Linked DNA regions of Canis lupus: region 1 is linked to region 2. A link is a contact called in public Hi-C data. All regions are on one chromosome and are shown on one strand. The core of a region is the stretch at or near the end of the contact, and the rest is flanking DNA. Distances in the headings are between cores, read along the strand shown.

Region 1 (4,221 bases), core at 596-3,095, 120 kb after region 2:
CGGGTCTCTGATGTGTTGCCCTGGGCCCGAGGTCACCCTCAGGGAAGGCCACCCCTGCATGGGGGAGAGGCCTTTGGCAGCTATGAGGGGTACAGGGGGTGGTTGTCCTCTGAGCTAAGTCAGAGCTAGAAGCTCAGAAGGGAGGTTGGATTGAAGAGGAAACTATGGGACTCACCCACAGAGAAATGGGATGAAAATACTTAAGAACACAAGGCAGAAACATATATTAAAGCTACAAATCAATGTGATTCAAATGAAAGATGAAGAGAGATGCCAAGGGGATATTTGGCTAATTATAACAGGTTTAATAAATGAGGTGAGTCTGGAGTGCTTGTTCACTACATGGCTGTAGCCTGGCTGGGCCTCAGTTTACGTGGTGTGCACCTGGTGGATGGGCCCAAGGGTGATGAGGAAGGTCCTAAGATGGCCCTCTGAAAGACCTGTACCTTCTCCTTTCCCCACTCGGCGAAGGGCCTGGACAGGGGAGCCCTGTAGGAGGGACACCCAAGGGCATCACCAAGGGTGAGGCACTGTTCTAGGCCCTGGGGATTTAGCAATGAACAAAATAGACCAAGGTCCCTGCCTGCGTAGAGATCAAGGCCCCGGGCGAATGCAAGGGTAGGAACTTGTTTTCTCACATTTATTAAAAACGTTTAGAGATGCTCTTGGTTGGGGGAGGGGACAAGGAGCAGGAAGGCTCTGTTGTCAGGAGGGTCACTGGGCCACCGCTCTGCTGGGGAGCGGCGCTGGCCAGGCCTGGACCATAACACCTTGGCCGTGACCTTGGGTCCGTCCCTGCTAACCCTGGCTAGAGCCTGGTTCTCTGAGTCACCCTGCCTCACCCTGCCTTGGGTTTGACTGTGGCTCGGTCATCTCAGCTGAGACAGTCCCTTGGTTTGGGAAGGGGATTTTCCCAAATGCCACCAGGTAAGTTCTCTGGCACGGGGCCTTGGCTGAGCTGCCGCAGGCTCTGCTTCCTTCCTTCCTGTGCAGGGCACCTTCCATCTGGGGCAGCCCTCCTCCCTCCTCTTCCCTTCCCCCATTCCTGCCGCACCCTCCCCTGCCCCTTGCTCTGGCTTCAGGGTCTGCTTCCTGTCTTCTTGCCTCCCCCCGCCCAGCAAACCTGTTCTGCTGTCCTGCTCGGGGCCAGGCACCAGACATTGGCCTCTTTGCTGTGCCTGCCCAGGTTCTCACAAGCTGTTTACTCCTCTCACGCTCTACTGTCCCTTTCAGAACCAGGACGCTGCTCCGGCCCTGGAGGAACACACCAGGTTCTTTCTGTGATGGCTGTCTTCTTGCACTGATAGCCAGAGGGTGGATGCCTGGTATGGGGATGGGCCAGGGCAGGCTTTCTTGACTTATGTCCACATTTGGGACTGGACAGTTGTTTGCGGGAGGGACTGTCCTGTGCACTGTTGGCTGTTTGGCAATAACCCTGGCCTCCACTCACTCAGATATCAGTAAGGGCCCCCTACTCCTGAGTCGTGAGAGTTGTTCCCGGAGGAGCAAAATCACCCTGGGTTGTGAACCACGGGGCAGGGACATGGCAGCACCGTGTCTCAGGCTGGGCAGAGCCTGTGCTGGCAGAGACCTGAGGAATTTTCTAGTCCAGAGCCCACATTTTAAAGGAAATTGGGCCTCAGAGAGCTAAAGAATTGTAAGGTCACACAGAGGAGCAGCATGATGAAAGCCGCATCTTAGAAAAAAAGACCCGGGCAGCTCTGTGCAGGCTGGGCTGGAAAACAGGCCAGAGGCAGGAAGGGCGCGCCTGGGACCTGGGCACGAGGCAGGTGCTGGGCAGTGCCTCCCACCTGCCAGCCCGGGCTCAGCGTGCGTGCAGCAGTCTCCTGGGGTGAGGGTGTGGAAGAGGCCCCGCACCCAAGGCCAGGAAACCAGGTGTGCGCCCTGCCTGGCAATGGGACGGCTGCCTGTCCCCTCTTGCCGTCCTTATCTGTGAACTCAGGGCCTGTTTGTATTTGCTTCCTGCCTGGAGGCTCTGCTGCTGTCTGAGAGAGGAGCAGAGGCTTCGTTGGGCAGGAGAGCCCTGACGGTATGGGAGAGTGGCAGTGGGGTGTGCAGGAGCCCCTCGTGGCACTGCAGGGTCCTCATGCACTCAGCAGATGATGTGTCCCATGCCCCCTCCACACCGGCACTTAAGTACAGGCAGTGTGTGGGGCCTGCTCCACCTGTAGGCAGTGGATCTCACCTGGGATCCAGCCCGGGGCATGGTGGGGCCTCAGGGAGTGAGAAGGGAAGCAGGTATGAGGACAGAGCCATAGTTCCCGTCTCTTACTGTGCTGGAAGGAGGCTCCTGGGTGGGTTGTGGGGAAGCTTGCAGACCAAATAAAAAATGTGGAGCATGAAGTCTGAGAACCATTTGGGGAGAGATAGGACTGGGTCCTGGGCGTTTCTGGGCTGTTGAGGTTTTCCCAGATAGAGGCACTTGGACCTCACGGCAGTCCTCCTCAGGAGGCAGATGGAGAATGGAGGTGCACAGGGGGCCTTGCCTGCCCACTCCCAGTGGGAGCTGGCTTCCAGGGAAAGGTGTACTGTGAGAACTTTTCCAGGTCCAGGGAGGGCCCCAGTGTCCCCACTGCAGGGTGGTAGAGGCATCCTGCAGCTCCCTGGGTCCCAAAGCCAGGTCTCTCTAGCAGGCTCCTCTACCTGCAGGGAGTGACCTGGCGGCCATGGGGCTTCCTCTCAGTCATTCTGGGATCTGGCTTTTGGAACAATAAATCTTCAGCATGAAGATCATGAATTTCCATGGTGTGATTAATGGAAGAAAAATTTAGATGGCAGCGTGGAAACTGACCAGATTGAGAAGTCCCTGTGAGAAGGTGGGGGAGGGTGTCAGAGCTCCCGACCCGGCCTGGAGCGCCACCTAGTGGTTCTGGGCGTGGAGGCCACCATTCCCTCCGCAAAGCTTGGTGGATGCCCATTGGGTGGACGCTCTGGGCGGAGTGTGCCCGTCCCTGGGGAGCCTGGGCGAAGTTCCACTGGGACTGTCCCTGGTACAGGGGGCACAGGACCACTCCACAGTGTGGGCGACCTATGAAGCCGCTCCACGTCCTCGCCTTCCTCCCCGGCTGCTTGAACCGTCTCTGCTTTAGTAATGCACGGGAATACCCCCACTTCTTTTGTCATGCCCAGCCTGGGTCACCTTTCTGGTTTCTCATTTATGAAAATCCTACTCATCTTTTAAAGCCCGCAAGTCCTGTCAAGCCTGCCTTATCAGTACCGTCTCATCGTACTGCTGCTTGCCACTCCTCCGGAGCTGGCTGGCGCAGGTCACCACGAGCTTGTGCCTGATCCCTGCCGTGGCCTCCTGGTGCCTCCCCCGCTTTCCCCTGTGCCCTTCGGTGGTCGTCTCTGAACAGCAGCCAGCGTGGTCTGTCGGGACCATAAATCACGTCACTGTCCAGCCTTAGGAGCTTCCCAGAATGCTAAGAATACTACCCACCTCGTCTATACTGATGCCTGCAAGATCTTGTCTCATCTGTCCCCTGCCACGTGTCACCTCCTTCACTCTGTTGCAGCCACGTGGACAGTTTGCTCTTCCTGGGGTGGGCCAGGCTCATTTCTGCCTCAGGGCTTTTGCACTTGCTGTTCCCTCCATCTAGAACATTCTTCCATCGCATCCCCTCTTCATTTGGGTCCTTACTTAAATGCCGCCTTCCTGAGAGGCCTTCCCTGACCACTCTGTATCCCAATACTTTCTAACTCCTTGCCATCTTTGTTTGTCTTCATGGCATGTACCATCACCTGAAACTGTGTTACTGGTATGCTCATGGAACATCTGTGTTCCCTATAAGAATAGCCTGTTCAGGGGGTGGGGGAGGCAGGGGTGGTTTGCCCATGCTGCTCATCACCACCTCCCCAGCAATCAGAACAGGCCCTGGCACTTACTAAATGGGTGCTCTGTTTGGGTTTGAGGGAAGGAAGTGCCCCTTCCAGGGGGCAACCTCTCCCCACACCCTTACCTTCCATGCACACATGTGAGAACTGTTCTGTGCCTACTCGTGGGCTACCTTGTCTTCACTGGTGCTTCGGGGTCTCCTCTCTGGAGCTAGAGCAGCTCGAAAGTGGGATGTGCTCAATTTCTGGGGTCATAACCCAGCTCCTGACACTTAGGAGCTGCTCAGTAGATGCTCTTCAAAGACCAGCACCTGGCGCTGGTCAGCCACTTCCCATGCTTCTTCCATTTAAATTCTCACAACAATC
Region 2 (4,703 bases), core at 552-3,051:
TGCACTCTAGCTGAGTTTCCCCTTCTTTGACTACAGGTCCCTTTCTTGGAAACTAAATGGGGTTCCGGTTGATCTCTGCCGTGTGGGCTGCGACTGTTCCCAGGCGGGTCTTGGTGGTAGGAGAAGGACTGCAGGGTGAAAGGTGATATATAAATGTAAGGCGGTGATTATTTATTTGACAGGGACAGCTGCCTGCGGTAAAGAATGTAATCTAGTAATCCTTTTGTGAAAATCGGATCCTAGGCTCAGCATGCTGCCTGAAACAGCAAAAGGCCATTCTCCCCCCACTCCCCAGACTCTTGCACACTTCCTGGCATTCCCGCATTCCTGCACTCATACATACTCCTGCCCTGTAGCATGGATGCATGTGGTGCACATAGGCACACACGCCCTTCGGATTTTGCTTTTTTGGTTTCTTGTTAACCTCTTACATAACCGCAGTCTAATTGTCACAATCAAGAAATTTATACTGGTGTAATTGTATTAACTAAACTACAGAGTATTTTGTTTTCCACTGATGTCCTTTTCTGTCTCCAGGATCCTACGCTGCGTTTAGTTGTCATGCTTGCTTGGTCTCCTCCAACCTGTGATAATTCCTCAGCATTTCTTTGACTCTTGTGGCCTTGACTTTTTTTGAAGCGAACTAATCATTCTACTTTGTAGAATGGCCCTCACTTTGGGTTTGTCAGGTGTTCTTTCATAGTTAGATTGAGGTTATGCATTTTTGGCAAGAGCACTGCAATGTGATGCTGTGTCCTTCTTGGTGCATCATGCTAAGGGGGGGCTGGTTGTCAATGTGCCTTATTACTAACGATGTTCATGCTGGTCACTTGGAGAAGGAGGTGTTGGCCCGATTGCTCCTCTATGAAGTTACTGCTTTTCTTTTGGTAATTCATAAATGGCTGTGTATCTCAAAGATACTTTGAGATTCTACAAATATCCAGTCTTTCTTCAAACTTGACTCACTAATTTTAGTACCCATCAATTGTTCTTGCCTGCAGTAGTTATTATGGTGGTTGGTGTTTGCCTCATGGCACTTTCTATTTTCCTCATTTCCTCTGTGCTTACTTATTTTATTTTCAATTTTTAAAGATTTAATTAATGAATTTATTTGAGAGAGAGAGAGAGATCAAGTGAGCATGCATGCGTGTGGTTGGAGGGGAGGTAGAGAGAAAGGGAGATAATCCTAAACCGATTCTCCACTGAGCACCAGCCTGACGTGAGCCTCAATCTCATGACCCTTAGGTTTAGACCTGAGTCCAAACCAAGAGTCAGATGCTCAACTGACTGAGCCACCCAGGTGCCCCTCCTCTATGTTTATTACTTGGAATTCTTCTGTAGGAAGAGCTGGCCCTTCTCCCGCATTTATTTATTTAACCATTGAGTTATTTCTTTTACCGTTATGAGCACATGAATATTTGTTATATTTATTTTATAAAATATGTAGTATGTAACAAATGTGTGGATGCATACTATGTGATAAAAATCATGGATATATGTTCTATTCTACAGGCCACAGTTAGAATTCAGTACTGTGGTGGTTTTGTGGTTCGGATTGCTCCACCTCTGATGTTGGAAGCTCTTTCAGCTTGGCTCCTGTGCCCTTTTGATGCACCCTCATCTTTTTTTTTGAACACTTCCTTACATTCTGGCACCCTGAGGTACTCCAGGCTCACGCTCTGTTCCTCCTGCTCCAGCCCTGGGACCAGCCACTTCCCTCAAGAGCCTTGCTTCTTGCTGCAGTCTCCCATGCTTCTCACCGCTCCCAGGTTAGCGGGGCTTGTACCCAGCAGCCCTGGCATCCGTGGTGGGGGGCTGTTTGCCTTCTGCTTGGGCAGCAAGATCCTCCAGCAGGGACCATGCTTGCCTGTGCTAAGTGCCCACAGTCTCTGGCATTCAGCTCTTGACCTTGGGATTGCACTCACCTTTTTTCTCTTTCCTGTTGTGTCTTCCGTAAACTTTGCTGGTCCACACTGCCCTGCCCTGTGGCCTTCATTTGCCAGTGCTCTCATTTGGAAATTAGCTCTTTATGTGAACCTATCTTGACCCATTGTCTTAATTGAGAGCTCTTCCAGGACAGGGACCCTACCATGCCTAGAAGTTGCCTAGCTATGTATCGTCTTGTTTATACCTGGCAGCAGATATAAAGGAACCCCCATCTCAACACATCTTGCTGAGCTTGACACTGAAGATTCCCACTTCCTTATAGGGTAACTGAATCCCAGGAAGAGAGATGCATGCCCGTCATGCTGCATCCCAACGGCACATACACAGTGAGGTCAGGGAGGGTAGGGACCAGGTGTCCTTAGCTTTCCATCCGTTTTCTTTGCCAAAATCATCCTGTCCTCCTCTTTCCTCATTTTTCTGTCCAGATGGCTGGGGGAAGGCATGGCTGGCATCAGCCAAGATGATGTATGACCACATGGGGCTTGGAGCAGAGAGGGCTCGGACGATTAGGGTTATCAGGCTGGGAAATCGGAAATTACAGGCCTGGTGCCATGGCCAGCAAAACCTCCCCCTGGTGCAATGTTCTGAAGTCGCCCGCCGTGGGTTTCATCAACATGGACACAGGGGAAGGTAGGCCTTTTGGCAGGCTGGAGAGACAGATGGGCTACAGGCACTGCCTGGCCCTGCAAGTGAGCTATAGGGCATCAAGGCTCAGCAGCGGGCTTGTGTTATCTAGCTCCTGCTGGCATAGTCATGAGAAACTTCTCTACTTTGCTGTTGTGCTGCTGTGCAGGCGGATTCCCCTCTTTCGTCTCAGTCTCCTCATCTGGACAATGAGATGATGGGACCGCATGATCTTTCTTTGCATGCGGTCTCTCAGCCCTCAGTGGCCTAGACTTAGGACCTTTGGCCACCAGGAGAGTGGGGATGGGGGCGTGGCTGCCGCAGACCATTCAGAGCCCTTGGGAACCCAGCTAGTGCTGCGGTCAGGACAACTTCCTGGACGTGGTGGGCTCTGGAAGGGCAGGAAGAGGCTTTGTCTTTCTCCCCTGTCCCTTGGCATTCTGTTGTTCTATCCACCCTTCTGTCTTCCCAACAGGCATTTATTGAGCACCCGCTGTGTGCCAGGAGCTGTGGTAGTGCTAGGGACACAGCGGTGAGCCAGACGAGGGCATTGCTTGTGTGGAGGCTGACGTCTAATTGAGGAAGACAGGTACTAATGACACTTGGAATATTTTCAAACGCCTCCACGTGCACTGCCCCCTCCCATGATTTTACTTTTCTGTTCCCTCGACTGCCTTCTACCTCCCCTTCCTTAGCCTGCTTCACCTGCTTTGTCTACTGCCTTTCTTCACCTCACCGCTGCCAAGATCTTCCCAAGATTCTGGGCTCACTCAGGCCAGAAACTCTGAAAGCCCAAGGTCCTTACAGTCATGCTCACAGTATGGAGAACTCCCTGGGAGGGAGAGTGGGGGTGGCTTCTCCCCCTTCATTGGTTGTCCGTGGACCCTACAGCCACAGAGGGGATCGTAGATTGTAAGCTCTGCAGTCAGACATTTCTGGGCTTGCACTGAGACTGTGACCCTCCCTTCCTAGCTCACACAGTTCACATTTCTTCTCCAATTCTTATCTCGTCTATACCTGGCTTGCAGCATTTTGGGGGAGATCAAATGGGAAACTGTAAATGAAAGTACCTTCATGGGGTCCCTTGAATATGAGGTGCTTGGTGAAAACTAGCTTTCTCACCTTCCTTCTTCTCGGTCTGAGCTAGCAGCCAGATATTTTTGAGTCTGGGGTGGATGTGGAGTTGCCAAGGCTTCCAGTAGGTCCAGCCCCAGCTGAAGCTGGCTGGCTGGAGGGTGGCACCACTTCCCTACTCTGAAACGAGGTATAGCTTATGAGCTAGGAAAGGCCAGGGAGTCTGCCAGGGGCTGGAGAGAATGACGGGCGTCCCATGCATCCCAAAAATGAAGCGTGGTGTGACAGCTGCCTGTGCATCCTGCCAGGTGTTGGGGCCGGGGAGCCCTCCCTGGGGGGCCCTGCCCTGGGTTGGTGGGCCTGCAGAGCCCTCATCCTGGTCCACTGAAGCGATGGGGAAATGGCCCCTCCTCCCCGAGGATTGCCCTCCCCTCATTCTCTACCCCCTTCCAGAGTCAATCTGAGCCACCTGGGGCCTGTTCTGCCTCCAGCTTGAGAGCATCTTCTGGACCAGTGCTGTCACAATGGGGATGTTCTATTCTGTATGGTCCGGTAGAGCAGTGACTAGTTACACGTTGCTGCCGAGCATTGGAAATGTGGCTTAGTGTGCCTGAGGAACTGCATTTTAAAATTTTATTTGGTTTTAATTAATTTAAATTTAAGTGGCCACATGTTGCTAGAGTTTGCCACATTGGACAGTACTATTCTGTACCAACAGTTTGCACCGACACTGTGGCTACATCACCGGTGGGTCACCTTTGGTATGACATGGGTCAGGAGGGAGTAATTTGCCCCTTGGTAGGCAATGACTGAACTACGTGAATGGGTTATGTATTTATGGGGGACATGGCTTGGCAGATGAAGGGCTGGTCCTTAGGAGTCTGGCCTGGGCACATTCGGAGATTGAGTTGTCGGGCCTGGAAGGGGGAATGGGAGGGGAGAAGCCTTAGGTCCTGATGCATCTGGGAGAAACTGTGGGATGCAGGAAGGTATTCTGAGCAGCGATTCTCTCTAGAGAAAAGGGATGAAGGGGATACATCCCAGGGTTGTTGGCCAGA

The links. A called contact is a pair of places that touch in the nucleus more often than the background predicts.
Region 1: a Hi-C map of skin fibroblasts shows a contact between it and region 2, with 3 times the contacts expected there. The contact joins two enhancer-like sites. A contact is called at or near these places in 2 of 9 Hi-C or Micro-C datasets (amygdala and skin fibroblasts).

The regions. Positions count from the first base shown.
Region 1 is chr27:4,503,431-4,507,651 of UU_Cfam_GSD_1.0, forward strand. All of the region lies in intron 3 of TSPAN9 (tetraspanin-9), which reads left to right. Among named protein-coding and RNA genes, the nearest start is that of TSPAN11, 91 kb to the right of the region's middle. Within about 2 kb of position 1,846, at least 2 of the 20 cell types and tissues checked have an H3K27ac peak or open chromatin away from gene starts, as enhancers often do.
Region 2 is chr27:4,379,135-4,383,837 of UU_Cfam_GSD_1.0, forward strand. All of the region lies in intron 1 of TSPAN9 (tetraspanin-9), which reads left to right. Among named protein-coding and RNA genes, the nearest start is that of TSPAN9, 65 kb to the left of the region's middle. Within about 2 kb of position 1,802, at least 2 of the 20 cell types and tissues checked have an H3K27ac peak or open chromatin away from gene starts, as enhancers often do.